Regions from separate parts of the Mus musculus genome. Here regions 1 and 3 are each linked to region 2. Evidence: chromatin contacts called from public HiChIP or PLAC-seq and promoter capture Hi-C data. All regions are on one chromosome and are shown on one strand. Each heading gives the region's core, a stretch centred on a gene start, on an enhancer-like site or on the middle of the called end of the contact. The rest is flanking DNA. Distances are from core to core; before and after follow the strand shown. Region 1 holds the start of Sh3bgrl3 (SH3 domain binding glutamic acid-rich protein-like 3). Region 2 holds the start of Zfp593 (zinc finger protein 593). Region 3 overlaps Cep85 (centrosomal protein 85).

Region 1 (2,700 bases), core at 190-2,689, 120 kb before region 2:
TTCCACACACATACACACATGCACACGCACACGCAGCGGCAGCCCTGGGACAGTCCAAACACCACCAGAACTATCTGCCTCTGCCAGGCAGGGACCCGGACACCACAAGCAGTCAGCACCAGAGGAATGGACATTTAATTGTCTCTAGGGCACTCCTAGGATGGGGATGCGGGGCCTTTGGCAGAGCTCTGGCTGATGGAAGCAACAGAAATGCTCATCAGACAGGGCCAGGCAGAGAGGATGCCCCAAGGTGTGGCTGGGGACAGCCATCGTCAGGGCTTAAGACAATCTTTTGAGACTAGTTGGTGAATAAGGAATGTTGCCTCTGGAGGAAGAGGAGGCGGCTGCGGAAAGGGTCTGGGTCTGGGTTTGCAGATTAGGACGACAAGGAGTTGGTTACAAGGCCTGGTGAAGAGCTAGCTGGATAGGATCGGTGGCCATCCTGACTCAGGCCAGCTTCAGGAACTCCTGCAGTGTGTCCTGCTCCACGGCCTCCACGAAGAGTTCATAGTCCTGAGGAAGGGAGGCAGTCACCTGAGTCGAGGTGCAGGGCACCCCAGTTGTTTGCCCAGGTCTGACCCTGGCTGCAGTCCTCCAACACCTCCCAGAACCCAAACCCCATACCCCACAGTAGTGGTTCCCGTTGACAATCTGAGGTGGGGTAGCTTTGGGGTTGCCAGCCAAGGTTCGCATCTCATCTCGAAGGGCGTTGTCCTGGGAGATGTCCACTAGCTGGTATTGGATCCTCTTCCCATCTAGGATGCGGGTCACCTCACTCTGCTGGGACTTGATCTAGGGGCGGAGGATTGACAGGGTTGGCAGGCAAGCTGAAGGATTTGTGGGAGGAATTCCTTCGGGTGTGAGCAACAGCTTCTATCCTGCCCACTCTGAGGGGAGGTTCTGGCCACTAAGGGATGGGAAGGGTCCAAGGATAGACAGGTAAACTACTAGAGTTTCAGAAAGAAGACGGGCAAGTTCTGTGCATGACAGGGAAGCTAGACTCGGCGAGGGGCAGGCCCTCTCTACAAGACACATCTCCTCCTCCACAGCCGCACAGTGGAGAGGAAGCGGGATTAAAGCGGTCGGGGGTTGGTGCAAGAGAATGGATGGCCCTATACTGGGGGAATGAGCGTGGGCAGCTCACGCTGGGGATGCCGAGGGGCCCTTGGTGCGGGGGTTCAGGCTGGGCCCAGCCCTTGGACCAGACCTGGGAGGCCATACCCCGCACCTCACTGCTTCCATCGTGGGGGCGGCTCCCGGGCGCTGGTCGGAGCACAGAGACGGCCCACCCTCTCCGGGCGCCGGCCCAGGCACACACTTACTTCTCGGGAGCCGGTGACCGACGTGCTGTAGACGCGCAGGCCACTCATGCTGCAGGCGGGGGACACAGACCAACTGAGGGACGGTGGGAGCGGCAGCTGCACGGCTAGGAACTACGCTGCCGCCGCCGCGCTTGGGAGCGGTTTCCTTCCTGCTCCGCCCGCGAGTCACTGCTCTCGGGACCAATGAGCTGCGCAGGCGGGTAAGGCGGGGCCTGCATGACCCCGCCCTGCTCCGTGGCCTGGAGCCGGGAGGACCCCTGTCCTCTGCAGCTACTTGGCTCCCCCACTTCCCCCTCAGCCCCATGCTGGGGACCGGCTAAAAGGCAGAAAAAGCTGGGAAGGCAGGCGGACCGGTTCAGTTAAAAGCTTTCCCCAGTCTACCCGGGTTGTGTACATTCAGTGGCCAAAGCAGTGCCACCCAGGTCTCCCGGTCTCTTAATAGCACAGCTCAGTATGGAACTTTGGAAGGCGGGTCAGTTCGCAAGCTTAGACAGCAAGGGCCGGGGGGAAAGCTGTGGTGGGGCGCTGGAGGGCGGGGAGGGCCAGTGCAGCCAGGACATTTTCTCTAAAGCACCTCTCCACTCAAACAGGCTCAGACAAGAAAGGGGTGGTGGCTGTAAGCGAGGGGGTGGGGGAGCGGCTCACACCCTTCAGGAGCCAGGGGGAGGAAGTAGGCTGCGGGACAGCGAGCGTGCTAGTGTGCGGAGTCAAAGGCTGGTGCCCCGACTTAACCTGGCTTGCACTGGCCCTTGGCACAGCTATTTTTGGGGTGATCCCAACTTAACTCTACCTTTACATTGCAAATGACACCCCACATCTTTGAACTTTAAGAATTCAGCTAATGAGATGGAAGAGAGTCCAGCACCCATTCCAACTGTGGATCAAGCTCTGTCAGGTTCACTATAGGCCCCAAGAGTAGACCTGGGGCTACATAAATAATGGCGCAGGAACAACACAATTCTGCTGCCTGCTGAGGCAAACTGCCTGTCTGCTTCTGGGGAAGTCATTTCCTCAAAGCCACAGAAACCCAGAAGCTGCTGACCTCTGAGAGGTGTGCAACTTTGTAGTGACAACTGGCGGCGGTTGCTCTCTGCAACACAGGAGTGTGGGCAGAGACTAATCTGTCGCCACCCAGAGCAGAAGTGGGAAGACTGAGCCTCCACACTGGATCTGCCTAAACTCACTTCAAAAGAGTCACAGGCAGGCTGGCAGGGGACGCTGGGAGGCACTAGGAAACCGGAGTGTTTGTTAAATGTTTTATTCTGTAATCAAAATAGGCAATACAAACCAGTCGACTTAACAAAGAGTCATATAAATAACTTTATAAACTTTACGAAGAAAAATACCCGTGAGCATGGAGGCTGGGCTCCCGATAACA
Region 2 (2,700 bases), core at 12-2,511:
CTATGCAGTATGGAAGATGGTGAAGCAGCGGCAACCATCACAGGCCCCGTGATGAGGCGGGTAGCCTCTCGCCCAGGCTTGGAGGTAGGCGATTCAGGGGAGGGGGCTGCAATATCCGAATCCCACTTTTTTCCCCTTGGGGATTAGTCTCAGCCATCGCTAGATCCTACTCCCAAGTTTTACGCTGTACCTAGCCAGACTCCAGCCTAGATCCAAAGAAGCAGGGGGAGGATACCCGTTCCAAAGCTGGACCTAGTAGGGAGTAGACATCTTGGCCCAGAAACCCCTGGTAAGGGAAGTTAGTATCGGAGGTGTGCCCTCTTGTCCAGGTCCTTTATTTTGGGCAGAACACCCGGAAGAGAGCATCTCCGCAAACCGGAAATCCAAAATACACACTCTCAGCTTGGCTGATGAACCACTGCCCATGGGCAGTTCCTCTGCCCTGCATCCTTAGGCCACTCAGGTGGACGTGTCCATCTCAGGGATATCAGTGGACACTTCTGTGGGCACGCCCAGCCGCTGGGGTTGAACATACGAGCCCATGCCCGCTGCCCTCTCAGCTTCTTCCTGACTGTAGGGTTCGACACTCAGCTGCTTCAGCCTGGGAAAAAGAAGAGTTGGAGATCGGAGCTCACCGAGTGCAAACCCTTCCTGCATGGCACCCATCCGCCAGTCCTCTACTGACCCCTCCATACCTTTTCTTGTGGTCTTTGGATCGGAAATGGGTCTTCAGGTTGGCTGAATCGATGAAGTACCTCCTGCAGGAATGTAGGGTGAGGGAAAGAGTGAAGGGGTGAGGTCTCTCACACCTCCCTGGCCCTAGCTCGTTCCCAGACATCGGATTCTGAACCCGAAGTGATAAGTGGCGGGTTGACCCAGGGATCCCAAGACAGAACCTTCTAGCGGCTCGCGGCCCGGACCTCGCTGCCCCTAGCTAGTACCTCAGACCCTGCTCCTCCCCAGGCTGGACTCACGCGCAAGCCAGACAGCGATGCAGGCCGCCCCCTGGCAGGTCCGGGTCGGGCTCCGCGTCCGGCTCCGGCTTGGGCCGCGGGAGCCCCTGCGGCCTCAGCTCGCGATGAATCTCATCCAGGTCCGGCCGCCGCTTCTTGGCCTTCATCTGGCGGGCTAAGGAATGTGCTCGGTGCGCGCCGGTCCGCCGAGAGCGACCCATGATCAGAGAGACACCCACACACAAGACCAAGAAACAGGGAGTAGGGAAAAGACCCACACGTGTTGGCGCTTCCGGGCCGCCCAGTGACGTCACGAGAGGCCCGCCCGGGGGCGGAGCAGGATTGGACAGACTGCCTCTGATGACGTCACGGTCGGGTTGGCCGTTTGAGCGCCCCCAGATGGTCGTCGATGATAGTGACTGGGCTCTCGCGGGGCGTGAGCGGGCTTGAGGGGAGCCGGTCCCACTATTCTGCCCGCCCCATCCTCACTTGCCGGTTTCCACACCCCGAATTTCAGTGGTAGGGGATGCTTTTAACGTCTCTGGAAGCACTGTTGCTTGTGCCATGAATAAATTACTTCATAAATGAGAATTAGTGTGGAATCATGGATGGGTCACCCAGAGATACCCCTAGGTTCTAACAAAGAGCCTTGTTCTCCTCACCTACCCCCCACTGGCGTTTCATTTTACATCTCTCCTCTGTTCTCCCTCCCCCACTCTCAAGCAAATTCCTGGGGCAAAAAGCAGAAAATTGTTTCACAAAGAATCTACCACCTAAGGGGTCTGTCCTTGAAGAGTGCTCAGCTCTTTTTACAAAAAGAGCTTTTTGTCTGTTGTTGGTTGGTTGGTTGGCTGCTTGCTTGCTTGGTTCTTCAGAACTGGGGTTGGTGTCCAGGGCTTCATATAATCCAGGCAGGCAGTCTAACAGAGGAGTTTGGGGTGGGGCACCACATCACTAGCCCAAGAGGAAATGTCCCTAGAAGAAGCCCCCCACCTTTGCTTTCTTTCTTTATGCCCAGGGAGGGCTGGCAGGAAAGGGGGAAATGACCAAGAAATGGTGCCTCTGCTCATCTTGGCCTGGTGCCTCTCAGGCTGGCCAGAGCCAGCTCCACTATATGGGGGCAGAGGACCTCAGCAATAATTAAGCATTCTGGCTCTTTGGAACCAGTTGCCAGGAAACAGGGAGTGAGGCACGTGCATCCCTGGGGAGAACAGGTTTCTAGGCCAGACCCGAAGTGAAATGGAAGCCCAGCGTGCTGACTGGAGGTCTGGGATCTTCCAACTCCAACTTATGAGGACTGGGTAGACACAGGGTGGGACCCTGATGAGGACCCAGCTAGAATGGCAGCGATCACAGGATGCATAGGTATGGCTCCTGGACTCAAGACTCCACTCAAGTGGAAAACTTTTTCTACAGCTATTGAGCCGCCATCAGTATTCCCGACTGCAGGCAGAAAAATGGACTCTCCAAAAAGCTGACTTTATTAACTTTGGCCAATTTGGGTCAAGACTTGGGGCTGAAATGGCACAAGCCTGCCCCAACCTCAGAATCCGTGGGATCAAGTTTACCTGCCTGGCACTGTGCCAGCTGGGGAGACTGGTGCATCTTTCATGAAGTCACCGGATCCCGGGGACAGGCTCTTGGTTCTTCCAAGTTTCTGGGACCAGAGCCACTGGTGCCCACTGAGCTACCAGCCTTCTGTGCCTGAGTGCCAGGACCCTTTTCCCCTGCAGCCATGAACCAAGCC
Region 3 (2,700 bases), core at 180-2,679, 85 kb before region 2:
GTTGGTAAAATACTTGCTGTGACCCAGTCTGGTGACCTGAGTTTAATTACCAGCCCCATGCAAAAAGCTGAGCAAGGTAGCAAAAGCTCTTCATCCTAGTGCAAGAGACCCCTCGAGGCTTGTCGGACACAGTCTTGTCGGACACGGTCTAGCTGAGTCAATGAGCTCTAGGGTAGGTAGACTGCATCTGCTTGCCAGCATCCATGAAGTCCTGGGTTAACTCTGCTTAAACTGGGTAGTATAGCATATGCCCACAAACAGAAAGTGGAGATAGGAAGAGAAGAAGGTCAAGGCCATCCTTTGCTACATATAAGTTCTAGAACAGCCTGGGACAGATGAGACACCTCGTGAAAGAAAGGAAAGAGGGTGGGGGGGGGACATAGGGAAGGAAAGGAAAGAATAAAAAGGAAGAAGAGGAAGGAAGAGGGGAGGGAGAGGGTGTGGGTGTGATGGAAGGACAAGATTTCAGCAAGCAAGTAAACAAGCAAACAAACAAACAAACAAACAAAATCACTGTGTGCTTGTGGTGCTGGAAGTTAAACTCTGGGTAAGCACTTTCCCTTAGCCTCAATAAAAATAAAACATGAAAGACCCCACCATAAGGCTTAGCAAGCTAGCTGCAGTAACGCCATTTTGCAAGGCATGAAAAAGTACCAGAGCTGAGCTCTCAAAAGTTACAAGGAAGTTCAGTTAAAGATTAACAGTTACAAATCAAGGCTGAATAATACTAGGACAAGGGCCAAACAGGATATCGGTGGTCAAGCGCCTGGGCCCCGGCTCAGGGCCAAGAACAGATGGTACCCAGATAAAGCGGAACCAGCAACAGTTTCTGAAAAAGTCCCACCTCAGTTTCAGGTTCCCCAAATGACCAGGAAATACCCCAAGCCTTGATTTGAACTAACCACTCAGCTCGCTTCTCGCTTCTGTACCCGCGCTTTTTGCTCCCCAGCCCCAGCCCTATAAAAAGGGTAAGAACTCCACACTCGGCGCGCCAGTCCTCCGACAGACTGAGTCGCCCGGGTACCCGTGTTCCCAATAAAGCCTCTTGCTGATTACATCCGAATCGTGGTCTCGCTGATCCTTGGGAGGGTCTCCTCAGATTGATTGACCACCCACCTCGGGGGTCTTTCATTTGGAGGTTCCACCGAGATTAGGAGACCCCTGCCCAGGGACCACCGACCCCCGCCGGGAGGTAAGCTGGCCAGCGGTCGTTTCGTGTCTGTCTCTGTCTCCGTGCGTGTTGCGTGTTTGTGCCGGCATCTAATGTTTGCGCCTGCGTCTGTACTAGTTAGCTAACTAGATCTGTATCTGGCGGTTCTGCGGAAGAACTGACGAGTTCGTATTCCCGGCCGCAGCCCTGGGAGACGTCCCAGCGGCCTCGGGGGCCCGTTTTGTGGCCCATTCTGTATCAGTTAACCTACCCGAGTCGGACTTTTTGGAGCTCCTCCACTGTCCGAGGGGCACGTGGCTTTGTTGGGGGACGAGAGGCGGAGACACTTCCCTCCCCCGTCTGAATTTTTTACTTTCGGTTTTACGCCGAAACCGCGCCGCGCGTCTGATTTGTTTGTTGTCCTTTTGTCCTTCGTTAGTTTTCTCCTGTCTTTAAGTGTTTTCGAGATCATGGGACAGACCGTAACTACCCCTCTGAGTCTAACCTTGCAGCACTGGGGAGATGTCCAGCGCATTGCATCCAATCAGTCTGTGGATGTCAGGAAGAGGCGCTGGGTTACCTTCTGTTCCGCCGAATGGCCAACTTTCAATGTGGGATGGCCTCAGGATGGTACTTTTAATTTAGGTATTATCTCTCAGGTCAAGTCTAGAGTGTTTTGTCCTGGTCCCCACGGACACCCGGATCAGGTCCCATATATCGTCACCTGGGAGGCACTTGCCTATGACCCCCCTCCGTGGGTCAAACCGTTTGTCTCTCCAAAACCCCCTCCTTTACCGACAGCTCCCGTCCTCCCGCCCGGTCCTTCTGCGCAACCTCCGTCCCGATCTGCCCTTTACCCTGCCCTTACCCCCTCTATAAAGACCAAACCTCCTAAGCCCCAGGTTCTCCCTGATAACGGCGGACCTCTCATTGACCTTCTCACAGAGGACCCCCCGCCGTACGGAGCACAACCTTCCTCCTCTGCCAGAGGGAACGATGAAGAAGAGGCGGCCGCCACCTCCGAGGTTTCCCCCCCTTCTCCCATGGTGTCTCGACTGCGGGGAAGGAGGGACCCTCCCGCAGCGGACTCCACCTCCTCCCAGGCATTCCCACTCCGCATGGGGGGAGATGGCCAGCTTCAGTATTGGCCGTTTTCCTCCTCGGACTTATACAATTGGAAAAATAATAACCCTTCCTTTTCTGAAGATCCAGGTAAATTGACGGCCTTGATTGAGTCCGTCCTCATCACCCACCAGCCCACCTGGGACGACTGTCAGCAGTTGTTGGGGACCCTGCTGACCGGAGAAGAAAAGCAGCGGGTGCTCCTAGAGGCTAGAAAGGCAGTCCGGGGCAATGATGGACGCCCCACTCAGTTGCCTAATGAAGTCAATGCTGCTTTTCCCCTTGAACGCCCCGATTGGGATTACACCACTACAGAAGGTAGGAACCACCTAGTCCTCTATCGCCAGTTGCTCTTAGCGGGTCTCCAAAACGCGGGCAGAAGCCCCACCAATTTGGCCAAGGTAAAAGGGATAACCCAGGGACCTAAT

The links. HiChIP or PLAC-seq counts read pairs in DNA pulled down with a chosen protein or histone mark. Capture Hi-C pulls out chosen DNA fragments and counts their contacts.
Region 1: a contact with region 2 is called in a promoter capture Hi-C map of adipose tissue. The contact joins the promoter of Sh3bgrl3 here to the promoter of Zfp593 in region 2. A contact is called at or near these places in 17 of 39 promoter capture datasets (the 3T3-L1 cell line, 3T3-L1-derived adipocytes, the HPC-7 cell line and 9 more), 13 of 484 Hi-C or Micro-C datasets (B cells, CD8 T cells, the N1E-115 cell line and 7 more), 8 of 115 datasets of contacts at active chromatin or transcription factors (the SCID.adh cell line, T-cell acute lymphoblastic leukemia, cardiomyocytes and 3 more) and 4 of 9 other capture datasets (adipose tissue, embryonic stem cells, liver and 1 more).
Region 3: a contact with region 2 is called in an H3K4me3 HiChIP or PLAC-seq map of bone marrow-derived macrophages, with 4 times the contacts expected there. The contact joins the enhancer-like site here to the promoter of Zfp593 in region 2. A contact is called at or near these places in 1 of 39 promoter capture datasets (the 3T3-L1 cell line), 1 of 484 Hi-C or Micro-C datasets (erythroblasts), 3 of 115 datasets of contacts at active chromatin or transcription factors (bone marrow-derived macrophages, embryonic stem cells and memory CD8 T cells) and 3 of 9 other capture datasets (adipose tissue, liver and pancreatic islet).

What each region holds. Positions count from the first base shown.
Region 1 is chr4:134,127,294-134,129,993 of GRCm38.p6, forward strand. Sh3bgrl3 (SH3 domain binding glutamic acid-rich protein-like 3) reads right to left here and starts at 1,440. Exons shown (of 3, transcript NM_080559.2): 1 at 1,323-1,440; 2 at 625-792; 3 at 113-513. The coding sequence starts at 1,370. The coding sequence ends at 448. Cep85 (centrosomal protein 85) reads right to left here. Exons shown (of 14, transcript NM_144527.3): 14 at 2,565-2,700.
Region 2 is chr4:134,244,330-134,247,029 of GRCm38.p6, forward strand. Zfp593 (zinc finger protein 593) reads right to left here and starts at 1,262. Exons shown (of 3, transcript NM_024215.2): 1 at 975-1,262; 2 at 696-758; 3 at 1-601. The coding sequence starts at 1,174. The coding sequence ends at 460. It overlaps E130218I03Rik (RIKEN cDNA E130218I03 gene), which reads left to right. Exons shown (of 5, transcript NR_040436.1): 3 at 1-84; 4 at 578-773; 5 at 1,094-1,544. Gm30191 (predicted gene, 30191) reads left to right here and starts at 2,619. Exons shown (of 4, transcript NM_001372229.1): 1 at 2,619-2,700.
Region 3 is chr4:134,158,807-134,161,506 of GRCm38.p6, forward strand. All of the region lies in intron 3 of Cep85 (centrosomal protein 85), which reads right to left. Among named protein-coding and RNA genes, the nearest start is that of Cep85, 27 kb to the right of the region's middle. Within about 2 kb of position 1,430, at least 56 of the 459 cell types and tissues checked have an H3K27ac peak or open chromatin away from gene starts, as enhancers often do. A contact at or near this core is called in adipose tissue, bone marrow-derived macrophages, erythroblasts and 2 more, where this site is marked.